Regions from separate parts of the Mus musculus genome. Here region 2 is linked to region 1. Evidence: chromatin contacts called from public Hi-C data. All regions are on one chromosome and are shown on one strand. Each heading gives the region's core, a stretch centred on a gene start, on an enhancer-like site or on the middle of the called end of the contact. The rest is flanking DNA. Distances are from core to core; before and after follow the strand shown.

Region 1 (6,304 bases), core at 1,224-3,723:
CTTAAACCTGCCTTACTATGGCTACAGCTTTTTCTTTACAATGCAGGGGAGAGAGAGAGAGAGAGAGAGAGAGAGAGAGAGAGAGAGAGAGAGAGAGAGAGAGATGAAAGATTTTCAAGATTCTGGAAGAGGCTCTCTTGCTCCCTCAGATTCTCAGTTGTCCCTGCCTTGCGACCTCAGGACGACTTCTGTAGAGACAGCAGCTCTTGTGATGTCCCACTTTGTGACCCCACTCAGCAGAGCTCCAACTCTGGTTCCTCTGCACACCCAGGCCTTTGCACGTCAATGTGACCATTCTGCCACACTTAGATCCCCACTGGAGTGGGCTGTGCTCAGCCCTCCAGGGCCAGCAGGCTCGACAAAGTCAGAAATGAAAAGCTAAACGTGACTGTGAAGCTGCCCCCTTCACAAGCCTCACTGCCAGGGCACCCGTCTTAATTTGATGTGCAGCAAGCAGCCTCCTTTCTCTCTGCTACCCCAAACAGTCCTCTTGGCCTATGTTTGAGTCATCTTTGTGTTTATGCATCGAGTTCCTGGCACCCTGTGTGAGGCACAATGGAGTTTCATAACAGTCTTTGGAATGAATGACTTCAAATACAAAGCTTCAGTGAGGGACTTGGTTGGAAATACAGTGAATCCCTATATCAAAAACAAAGCCTCTGGCCCTGCTAATGTTGCAGAATGGCATTGTGCTGGAATACTATTGAGAGGGATATGGGAAAGCATAGGGAAGGCTTGGAAATGGGCAGGACCCAGCATGTCCAGAGGCTCAGGGATGGACGGTCAGGACTGGTTGTGCAGTAGGGGCCTTCTGGTCAGGGTCATGTCACTACTGGGATGCTACTCAGATTTGTTTGCCCTTCTATTGTTTATTTAAGATTCAAATTCCTGGTAGAGAATACATCAGTTATGTCACTGTATAGCAGCAATGGTGGAGAGTCCCCAAACCTTTGGTTTCCAAACTAGAGGCAAGCATTAGTTTCCTATGCTCCTCCGAGTACTCCTGGCAGGAAGTTTAGTTTCTCTCAGAGAATATAAGTGTGCTAGGAAAAGGATGGACACATGGAGTAACCAGTAAGCAAGCTATGTTCAGGGCCTCCAGGTCTCTGATTTCTAGCATGGTAACAAGCAATGCCTTCCTCAATTTCCATCCCCACCTTTACTGTCGGAGCTCCTCTTGAGCCACTCTTGAGACTCAGAGAAGAGAGAGCAGGAAATCAGGTGGCACAAGTTTCCCCTCCCCACACTCAGCCTGTGTCTTCCAGCTCTCCAGACTCTGGGGCTAGAAGGACTCAGTCTGCCAATTTTCTGCTTCTAGAGTGCCTTCTTCTTCCCTTCTAATGGGAGTTGTGAGAATTCCCAGAACTGGCTTGAGAGAGAGAGGCAAAAAGGGCCAGGCAGTCCTAAAACCCATCTCTCAGGCAAACTGAATGGATAGTATATATACTAAGGTTCCTAAATTGAATAGGACTTTGTGGTATGGCTTGAGATTCTAGCCATAAAGTTTCAATGTTATCTTCTGTCTTAGTCCACAGGTACTGATGCAGCAGAGCAGCACAGAGTTTAAATCTAGTTCATGCAGCTCTGGAGTCTGGGCAATCCAAGAAAGGTCAATAACTGGCTAACTCGGTTCTGATGGGGGCCCATTTCCTCACCTATGCCGTAGTGGAAATGCTGAGAGACCTTTCTGAGACCTCTTTTATAAGGACTCTCATATCATTCATGACGGTTCCACCCTCATGACACAAATCCCCTCCCAAAGGTCCCTTCTGCTAACACAGTGATGGCAGAGTCTCAGCAGTCACATCTGAAGCAGGAACCTGAACATTCAGACCACGGTGCTCTTCTTCGTCTGCAAACATTTATTAAGCGCTGGTCATTGGAAACAAAACTAGACAGTGGCCCTTTTCTTCATTCCACTCACGGTCCAGTGGGAGAAAACGCATATTAAACAAACAACCGTACAACTAAACACGTGTTTGTAAAGCGGTGTAGATCAATGCCCAAAGAGGATGTTGTAATAGGAGCAAATTTAGGCAGATGAGGTATGACGATGCTTTCTCAGGGAGTGACATGGAAGTTAGGTGATGGTAGCTTTGCCCAGGCAAAGTACCTCTTCCTCCGATTTGTTTCTCCTGTGTCGGGGATTCAGATATTTTATCATTGCTATTGTCACAGAGACTCAGGATCATGCCTGGAATGTGATCCTGAGAGGTAGGGATGTCAAATGCTTGCAGTGTGTGTAGAGCGTTTCTCAACAGCAATAATGAGGACAGTGCCATCCTGGCTAGGAGGCTACCAGCATCCTTATCGGAGAAACTCAGCCTGCTGAAGACAAGCCCTTTCAAAAGGAGAATCTCAACAGTGGTTGTTGCTTTAAAAGTCCTGGAATCAAGACTTGAACAACTTGAATTCCCTGTCTGCCAAATACAGTGGCTAGGGAGAGAGTGGTGGGTGACTCAGAGTCAGGAGGAAGTGAATCTGCCAAGGAGAATTTTGGTGCTGCTTGTAGATGGCAAGGCAGGGCTAGATCATTCTGGAACTTGTAAAGGATTTGGGATTCTAAGAGCCCTGAGAAACGATGGGAGATAAACTCTATTTAAAACTTTAGAGGTTTTGTACATTTAAATAGTTTCCCCAGACTCCTCTATGGAAGATACACTACATCTTTATGTCCCTCAGTTCTTTCTCATAGTTAAAGGACTCTACACATTACATCGTTGTTGTTTTTAAACATATTCTAAGGTCAAAAAGCAGACCTATGCCATGGGAACCTCTCCTGCTGGCCTCTGACAAGGATGGCCTTATACACTGCATGCAGCACATTCCAGAATCTGCATTCTGGATGGAAAGAAGAGTTGGGAATGAGCAAGCATCCTTATCCACGGAAGTCATTGTTTTAATCTAATTAAATGCCTAGTGGAAAATCTCCCTCCATCCCAGCGATGCTTCTGCTGTTATGGTCAAGTCCAGGGCATTGGCAACATATCTTTGCAAATTTCATTAGCAGTGGCTGTTTCCGCCTTCTTCTAGGTCATTAATGAGTTTGTTAAACAAGGACAGTTCCAGTACCAGCCTCTGATGTGCCCCAGAGGACCTTTTGCTTCCAAGCAGCATAGTCCCATTAACTCCTGATTATACAGTCTTTCCAGTGTGCCGCATTCCCTTCAGATGACGGTGCTCAAACACCAGCTGACTTTATTCTGAGCACAGATTTTATAGAGGTTGTCATCAAACGCATCAGTGACACCCACATAATGTCATTATCCCCCAGTCCTCGTTCACTCTTTCCTTTTGTGTGTGTGTTTTTGTTTTTTTTTTTTTTTTGTTTTGTTTTGTTTTTTAACCTGCTTGCTATTGTTATTTTCCTGGCAGATTTTAAAATGTCTGTTTTTATTGCAATTAAATGCACACAGCCTAAAGCCTACTACCATCTTTAACCACGTTCAGACAGACAGTCCAGTGGACTACACTGCTCATGCTCTTATATAGCCCATCTGAAGGATGCTTTCGAAACCCAAACGAAACCCTCCTCACACAAGACTCCATGTGTTTCTCCCCTCTGATCTGACAGCTACTGTTCCATCTTTTGTCTGTACAAATGCTACTCTTGTGGGAATTCAATCTATGTGGAACCTTGCAACATTTGCCGCCTTGCGCCGGCTTTACTTCAATAAGCATGCCCGTCTTTGTAGTGTGTGTCATAATTTCCGGTCGGTTGTTGTTAAAGACAGGTTGATAGTCTGCTGCGTGTCTAGGACACGCTGTGCTTACTTATTCATCTGCGGATGAGTGTGTGTGTTGCTTTGGTGTTTTAACTTGTGTGAACAATGCTGCTATGAATTTGGGCATATGGATATCTATTCTCTTCATTTTTTAAATGTGTTCACAGGATTGGAATATTGATCACATGGTAATTGCATTTTCCGCTCTTTGAGGCATTACCATAATGTTTTCCACAGCAGCTGCCCTGTTTAGTCTCCCACTGATGCCGCTCAGAGGTTTCGGTTTTCCTGCAACACTTCTTACTTTCTGTTTTGGATGGTAGCCATCCTAGTGCCTTTGGGGTGATGTCTCCCAGTGGTTTTCATTTGCATTTTCCTAGTGATTAGCAATGCCAGGCACCTCTACCTGTGCATTTGTGCATCTTTTTGGGAAAGTCTCCTCAAGTCCTTTGCCCATTTCTAAATCGAGCTATTTGAGTTTTGTCATCTACAGTCTGGATATCCACTCCTGAAGACATGATTTGAAATATTTCCATCTCTTTGTAGGTTGTTGTTGTTGTTGTTTTTTTCTTCATCTGTTAATTACGTCTGTTGATGTGCAGAAGTTTTACATTTTGATAATTCCATAGCAGCCTTTATGGTTTGAGAAGTTATCACTTTCTTTTTAAAAACCACTGTTATTGTATGTTCGCTGGTTTTCCCCTCAACCCTACAAATCTGAGTTTTCACTTTTCTTAGGGTTAGCATTTTTAAAGCATCATTGTTGTGCTTGATTTTCAAAGTCTGAGTGAGACCTGGTTATAGTTTAAAATGGAAAAAAAGAAAGAGAGAGAGAGAAAGAAAGAAAGAAAGAAAGAAAGAAAGAAAGAAAGAAAGAAAGGAAGGAAGAAAGGAAGGAAGAAAGGAAGGAAGAAAGGAAGAAAGGAAGAAAGCAAGCAAGCAAGCAGAAGGCAGGGAAATAGCTCAGTTAGTAAAGTGCTCATTTCAAAAGCATGAAGCCTGAGTTCAATTCCCAGAGCCGAAGTAAAGACAAAGCCACACGTGGTGGTGCATCTTTGCAATCTTAGTATTTCCCGGGGCTTGTTGGAGGCAGTGAGCCTAAGCAGGGACACCCAGGATCCAGTGAGTGACTTCATCTTAACAGACACAGTTAAGACTTCTGAAGAACGAGGCCTGAGGTTGAGTCCTGGGTTCCACATGCAGATGCCACACGCAGCACACCTTGCATACATGAAAACACACACATGCACAGGCACTCAAATGAAATTGTGAAATAGACATTTCAATGGGGGAAAATTAAGTGGAAAGGGTCATGGAGGTGATCTGAAGTAAAAATAATTAGCCACGTGTCTCATTCTGCCCGTAACCATCTTCTTCCAAGATCCTTGTATAGCACACTTCTATTCCACTTTTCAGACAATAAGATGGAGACTAAAAAGGCATCTTGCTCAGATCCACAGAATCAGCATGCATGCAAGATTGCTCCTTAGTCCAGACCTCTAATTCAGCGGTTTTCAGCCTGTGGGTGGGTCTCTACCCCTTTGGGGAGTTGTGGAATGATCCTTTCACAGGCTCACATATCAAGTATCCTGCAAATTCGATATTTACATAACGATTCATAACAGTAGCAACATTACATTAGGCGTTCAAAAGTTTGAGAACCACTGCTCTAAGTTCACTTTGCCCTGTGTCACAAAGTTGATACTAGCCTATTCCCCAGACAGGCATTGTGTGCTCAACTCCATCTGCATTGTTTTATAAACCCACACTGCACTGGGCAAAGCAGCCCAACCAAGGACCAGAGAAGTTAGAGAGTTTACTCAAGGTCACGGGTCTAGGAAGAAGAGTAAGTTTCTGTTCCCAAGATAGTCTCTTCCAGGGCTTTTCTGCCTCAAGTTTAGTTCGTCAAAGAGACAACTGAGACATTCTTAGGGGAAGCTACATATTGCTCAAGTTGTCTTCACTAAGCAGTAATTAAAAAATCCCTTCTATTGACCTCTTTAGTCTCTTGATCCTGCTTTGGTAAGATTGTTCTAAAGGAGAGGCATGCTCTTCAATTGGTCTCCTGGAACTAAGTAGCTAAACAGCGGCTAAGAGTCATCAGGGTTACTTGGGCTTGATTGCTTCATCGGAAAATGATCCATTGTATCTCACGTTGTTAACATGAGCACTGTATGAATAGTTTATGTAGAGACACTCAGTGCATAGCTTCCAGTAAATACCATGTCTGATCATTACTCATTTAATAAGCCTATTTGATCCAGAGCATGGTTGTATGTTCATCTCCTAGTTTCCCACAATTCATTCTTTCTAAAATGTAATGAGTACTGGTTGCATGTGTAGCAGAGGATGGCCTAGTCGGCCATCAATAGGAGGAGAGGCCCTTGGTCTTACAAAGATCATATGCCCCAGTACAGGGGAATGTCAGGGCCAGGAAGCAGGAGTAGGTGGGTTGGGGAGCAGGGTGGGGGGAGCATAAAGGGGGCTTTGGGGATAGCATTTGAAATGTAAATGAAGAAAATATCTAATAAAAAATGTAATGTGTAGAGATTCCCACTGGAAAGTTTTGCTGGGAACTT
Region 2 (6,304 bases), core at 2,537-5,036, 77 kb before region 1:
ACTCACATACCACTCTCTCTCTCACATACACATTCTCATACATGCTCTCACACAAACTCTCTCACACACACAACTCTCACACACACCTCTATCTCACACACACACTCACACACACTCTCACACACACTTATACACATGCTCACACACTTTGACACACACACACAAACTCTCTCACACACTCACACACACACACACACACTCTCTCTCTCACACACACATACTTACACATACACTCACCCACACACAAATCTCATGCTCTTTCATATGTTGACTAACTTCTGGTGTCTGTAAGTTTGTAAATGGGTGTGTGTAAGAGAGTGGGTACAGAATCTGAAACTAGGCGGGAGACCACAAGAGAAGAACAAGAGCTGTTGAGAAAGAGGGGAGAGGTCAAGAGGGCACATGTAACATGAAAGCAGAAAGGAGGCTACTGGGGTTGAAGGGCACAGGAAGGAACTGGGACTAAGGGTGGGGGTAGGGTGAAGAAAAACCACAGCAAACATTTTGTTTGAAAAATGCATATGAATCAGAAAATGGCCTAGTAGGCCATCAGTGGAAAGAGAGGCCCATTAGTCGTACAAACTTTATATGCCTCAGTACAGGGGAACGACAGGGCCAAGAAGTGGGAGTGGGTGGGTGGGGGAGCACGTGGGGGACTTTTGGGATAGCATTGGAAATGTAAATGAAATAAATACCCAATTAAAAAATATCAAAAAAACCATAAAAAAAGAAAAATGCCATAATAAAACCCAATTCTTTGAACGCTAATAAAAAAGCCTACCCCATCTCTACTCCAGGAAATTCAACATTTAAGCCACAAAGACATGCTCTTTCAATCCTGGAACTAGTAGCTTCTTGGTGTTTGAGATGTGGATTTAGTCTTGTACAGTTCTTTCCAAAATACTGAGAAGTCACCCTCGTAACCTAACTCACAGCACCATGCTTCTTCAAGAGAACACTGCACAGGCGTGAACACCCAGGCTGCAGTGTCTGCCACTCACAGTACTGGCTAAAGTAGACACAACAACGGATAGACTGCCGTGACTTCTATGCAATATGAGTTCCCATTAAAAAGTTTATATTGGCAAAGTTTTCCAGAGCATAAATATTCTGTAGAAACTGGTTCAGTAAAAACCTAAGCTCCAAAGTGGCCCTAAACACATAACAATTATTACAACCACAAAGAGGGAGATTGACTCTGGATACAGATCTATAATAATGCAATTTATGATTTCTTGGAGACTATTCTCGCTTCCCTTCCCCAACAACACGGGAACCAGCAATCTTAAAATATTGAAAGTAGCAGTTAAACGAAACAAACAAAATCTTTCCAAACCTCCAATGCAAGAACTCAGTAAGGTATAACAGGAGAATATATTGTTAGGAATTCATGCCTGTGAAAACTGGTTCAAAAGTGGACACACCCTCCCCTAGAGACAAGGAAGTTCTATCGTGTCTGTGTACAGCTCAACCCGACTCCTTTGGCAGAAAATGTTTTATATTTTATGGAAGGAATATCTATATCTACATCTCTCTATATATATATCTCGTATTTACTGATTTACAAGGGTCTTGAAGCCACAGAGGGCTCTCCCGTGTAGTCATGAGAAAGATGGGTGGGGCGCTGCTTCTGCCCAGCCCCCCCCGGGGGGGCTTCCTTTCCTAGGGGTTTCAGGCTTTGTGACTGGCCCAGCAAGGTTAAGAAACCCCCTCCCCAGACTGCCCCATCATGAGACAGACACCCTCCCCTGCCAGGCTTTCTTACTTGGCCGAAAAGAATGAGTTTCTAAAAGCCCCCAACAAACAAACAAACAAGCCCACAATTCTAACCACTTTTTTCGGGGTGTGTCTTTTTAGGTGGCATGATTCACCCAAAATACGTCCCCCATTTCTCTCATTTCCAGAAAGACAAGAACACAGTGTGCACAGGCATATTGCAAAGCTGGGTTTGCATCTCTCTCTCTCTCTCTCTCTCTCTCTCTCTCTCTCTCTCTCTCCTGAGCTTTTATGCTTAAGAAGCAAAGTGCAAACTCTGGGAGTTAAATGGAAACAAAACAATCTGTCAAAATTCCTCTTAGCACCTATGACTAGTGTTAACTTACATGCTCCCGGGGTGCAAGAAAAAAAGCCCCAAAACTGCTGCTGAAAAGATGCTTTGACCTTTTAAAATGAGAACTCCCCCATCCCACATCCATATTAAATAGGAAACCTTGAGAGTGCCACAGTTTTAGATTAAGAAATGAAATGAGGTTGAATTTCCAGAAAAGGGGTTTCCCTATAGGCTACAAGCTAATTAGGGTGTTCTAGACTGACATTGTAATAGTAAGTAGAATACAGGCCCCAAGTCTCCTAGCCAAATGTAGTGGCCAAGTACACGGAGTCTAGTTCCGAAAGGGGACGGGAGGGCAGATGAAAATCTAGTAGATAAAAAAGTCCAGAACACGACCTCTCAAAGCTAGTGTGGTTCCAGGGCAGGATGTCCGCCCCTGGCGGCCGCAGAGCCCTGGCGATCTAGGTGCACCGCAGCTGCCAAACCCTCAGCGCGCTCTAACCGGCGCTGCTGAAGGAAGTTGGAGAGCTCCCAGCCAGCCGACTGGATAGGCGGTGGGCGCCTGGGAATCCCTTCCAGCGCCGCAATTAGGAAAGTTTTGAAAAGTAAAGACCCCAGACAGATGAAGTGTCTCATCCTTTCCTTGAGCCTAAGAAACACCTCGTGTTACACCAGGCTAGCACAAGGCCACCAGTTTCTCTTGGCCCGGGAGCATCCGGTGCCTTCCAGCTCCCCACCGCCCCAGAATTGGTCCTCAGGGCGCATAGCTAGAGGGGCTTTCTGCCCAGCTGGAGATTCCAGGCAGAGATGCTCCTTAGGCTCGCTGGCCTGGGAAGCAAAGGCAGAACCTCTAACTCCCATTCCTACACCCTGGACCTTCTCTTCCAAGCCAGCTTGATTTTCTCCAAAAGACGCACGACACAGCCCATGCGCCCCCGGGACTCCACTCCTCTCCCCAAACTTCCCAGGGAGACCCACAAATACAGACTGCGCCCCCAAACTCCCACGACAATCGCCAATCATCCTATCTTTGCCTCTTGTACCCTCCCAGTCGCGTTCTTCCTGCCCCTCACTATTCTCCTCGCCTCTCCGAGGAAGTCAGAAGCAAAGCACGAGAAAATGCCTTCGCGAGGAGCCTCCCGTCACCCGCCCTGTCACTGAAACAAAAGCGCAGGGAGGAGGGAGGTGGGTGGGGAGGCAGGAGGAAGGTTCGGAAAGAGATGGGGGCAACGGTAAGAGGGGTTGGGGAGGGGGTTCAGAATGGAGAGTGGAGAAAGGGGCCAGGACCCCGCTCCCGCGCCGCGTGGCGTGGCCGGTCGCTTACATGCCCAGGTCGCTGTAGGTGTTGAAGAACTCCATCTGGTTGCATGCCTGGATCCAGCCCACCACCCAGGTCTCGTGGCGGGGGATGGGGGGCATGACCACACGGGCCGAGGCTTTGAAGTAAGGGGTCTTGTAGCGCAGGACGATGGGCGAGGTCTCCTCGATGCGCGTGGGGCACTGGTCGATGGTGGCGCACACATCGTACACCACGATGTTCTCGCGCCGGATCCGCGCCTTGCAGGTGATGCTTTGGATACAGCCCATCCTGCCGCCCGGCGCCGGCGCGGCGCGGCGTGGGGCAGCGCGGGGGCCCGGCGCGGGCAGCCGCGGGCACCCGTCACGCCGGCATGGCGACGCGCCGCTCGCTCCCGGTCCAGCTCAGCTAGCGCCTAAGAGCGAGGAGCCGCCGCCGCGGGGCATCCTCCGGGGAAGCCCCCTCCCCTTTCCGCGCGCTGGGTCGCGGCTGCCCCGACGCCCGCCCACGCCCGCCTCCTCGCTCCAGCAAGGGCGCGCGGAGCGTGCGCTCCTAGGAGGCGGCGGGCGCTCTCTCCGGCTCCCGTGCCCCGGCGGAGGGCAGGGAGGGGAGCGGCGCTGCGAGGAGTGGTGCCCACCCCGGGCCGGAGCCCCCCGCCCTTCGCCGGAGAGGAGGAGGAGGAGGCGGCGGCGGCGGCATGGAGCTGCGGGAGGGTGGCGGCGGCAGCGCCCGGTTTGTCTGTTTCCGCGGCGGCAGCAGCAGCAGCCGCCGCCGCCGCCGCCGCTGCATGAACCTCTGCTGCACCGCGGCTGCCCCCCGCGTGCAGCGCACCCAGCGGCGGGCGAGCGGGCGGCCCGAGCGGCAGGCGGAGGCAGGCGGCGGCGGCGGAGTCCGTGTTCCCTCCCGCCCCGCCCTGGAGCCGGACAGCGCCCACACTCCCGCATCCGGCTGCGGGGGCGTGTGGGGGGCGCCAGGGGACCGTAGCCCCGGGCGGAGAGCCCAGCGGGCTAGGGCTACGGGGGACAAGCTCCGCGGAAGAGACTGGCTGTACGCCATGAGTTTGTCCCTCTTCGGCTGCCGTCCGGGGGGGGGGGTAGTGTGCAAGGGTGGGGGTGTTTAAAGGGCCGCTAGCTCCCGGGCGGGGCGCGGCACGTGGGGTTGGGCGGGGCCGGGACCCCGGTAGGTGGCGCCCCGCGGGTGATAGTGGGGTGTAGAAGCGGGACCCTGCTTATTGGGATGGGTGGGGCCGGGAGGGCGCGGCGCGGTTCAGAGTATAGAGGGAACCACAGTGGGGTACGGTGAGGCTGCGGGAGGAGAGATGTTGGAGAATCAGCTCCAGCTGAGATGTATCGTTGTGATATAGTTTGTTAGAGTTGGGTGTGACCTCCAGCAGTGCCACGAAATAGATTTACTACCTCGTTCACTGGTCCGCATTTTCCTTTAGTCTAGTAGAAGCTTTATTTTTTAATTTAATTTTATTTTTTTGCACCACAGTATTGAGAGTGAAACCTGAGAAATCCCATTGGAGGCTGACACAAAATCACCCCAAATGCCAGTGTTAGTCGAGGCACCAGCTCAGTCTACTCATGGCCTGTTTTCATATCACCCCTCCACAATCTCTGAAAATACTCTTATCAGAACAACACACAGTGTGTATGTGTGTGTGTGTGTTGGGGGGGGGGGTTGTTGGAGCTCCTTGGGAAACACTGCCTTTTGAATGTCTTGTGTCTTTAGACAAGTTGTACTTAGTGGAATCATCTAGGTAGATTAGAACGCTTAGCTACCCTCCCAGTCTTACCTAAGGCCTGTTAAATACAAACAGAAGTTCAGGGCTTTATAGAACCCAGGAGGATTAAAGAGTAACCACTTGATTCTACAAAGTCAAGGCGCCAATTTGTAGAAAACCCTAATCCCTGTAGAAAGCTGGGGATCTTAGGGATCTTTTCTTGTCTTTGCTTCTCCTGAAGGTGCGTGGTGACCAGCACACAGTCATTTCTTACCAGCTGTGTCAGAGTGAAACCTTGACGGAAGAGCCGCCGGTCTCCGCTCTCTCCCGATGGAAACTGACGCCAGAGATGGCCTGCACATTCCATTCCGTGTATCTGCCACGTGTGTGTTATTGTGATCTCGGGTGTCAAATAGGAAGAATATTTAAGAGATGATTTTTTTTAATTACGTGTCTTCTCTCATAGTTCAGAGCCAGCAGCTTCTTTTAACCTTTTTTCCCCTCACGATCATTGAGCATTTGCTGGATCTGGTACTCACGTGTGAACTCCTCTAACAGGCCACACAAGACTGCCTGGGTGAGTCTTTAGTTAGGACAGATGAATTCCTAAAGTTCTGAAAGCAGTTCTAAAAGCAGCCTCCATCCTTGTCTTACCTTTTCTGACACGCTGGCTTCACTTTATAGTTCACACACACACAAAAAGCAATCTCCTTCTTTGATGACATGGCTCACTTTATGATGTAGCTGCAAGCCTCCATCACTGGTCCCTTTATTCAGCAAACACTTCCTGGTGGCATGGCAGGAGCCAAGTATTGTCCCTAGGTACTAGCGACTCGGGGTTGGACCAACGTTCATGATCCGCTCGAGAAGATAAATCTATTAACAAGTTGTTACAGTCAACTGTGCTGCTGCTGTAATAGAAACGGATAGCCAGTGCCAGGGGAGGCCAGACAGGAGAGCCACTGAGATTTATAGATGGCTCTACCGAGACAGTGACATTTGAATTAGATCCTGAGGACTGATTGAGACTGGCCCAGAAGAGAAACATCCGAGGATGAGACAGAGATGAGTTTGTGAAAAAGCAAAATGCGTAGAGAGGTGAACGAGCTTGGGCGCAGTCAGGGGAAAACAGCCGCTAGTGGTCAACGGACTTCAAATCTCTGTCCCCAAACTCGTTGTTGATCTTCAGGGGAAGTCAGTGAACGCAAGTTTCAGTTTGAGGGGGTGGGAA

The links. Hi-C and Micro-C count contacts between places; a contact is called where the count stands out from the background.
Region 2: a Hi-C map of the N1E-115 cell line shows a contact between it and region 1, with 4 times the contacts expected there. The contact joins the promoter of Fam78b here to the enhancer-like site in region 1. A contact is called at or near these places in 1 of 39 promoter capture datasets (hippocampal neurons), 2 of 484 Hi-C or Micro-C datasets (the N1E-115 cell line and muscle stem cells), 1 of 115 datasets of contacts at active chromatin or transcription factors (embryonic stem cells) and 1 of 9 other capture datasets (adipose tissue).

Annotation. Positions count from the first base shown.
Region 1 is chr1:166,920,495-166,926,798 of GRCm38.p6, reverse strand. No RefSeq gene overlaps it. Among named protein-coding and RNA genes, the nearest start is that of Gm33404, 69 kb to the right of the region's middle. Within about 2 kb of position 2,473, at least 24 of the 459 cell types and tissues checked have an H3K27ac peak or open chromatin away from gene starts, as enhancers often do. A contact at or near this core is called in the N1E-115 cell line and muscle stem cells, where this site is marked.
Region 2 is chr1:166,998,899-167,005,202 of GRCm38.p6, reverse strand. It overlaps Fam78b (family with sequence similarity 78, member B), which reads right to left and starts at 3,786. Exons shown (of 3, transcript NM_175461.4): 1 at 3,375-3,786. The coding sequence starts at 3,637. Gm16701 (predicted gene, 16701) reads left to right here and starts at 5,473. Exons shown (of 3, transcript NR_037988.1): 1 at 5,473-5,650.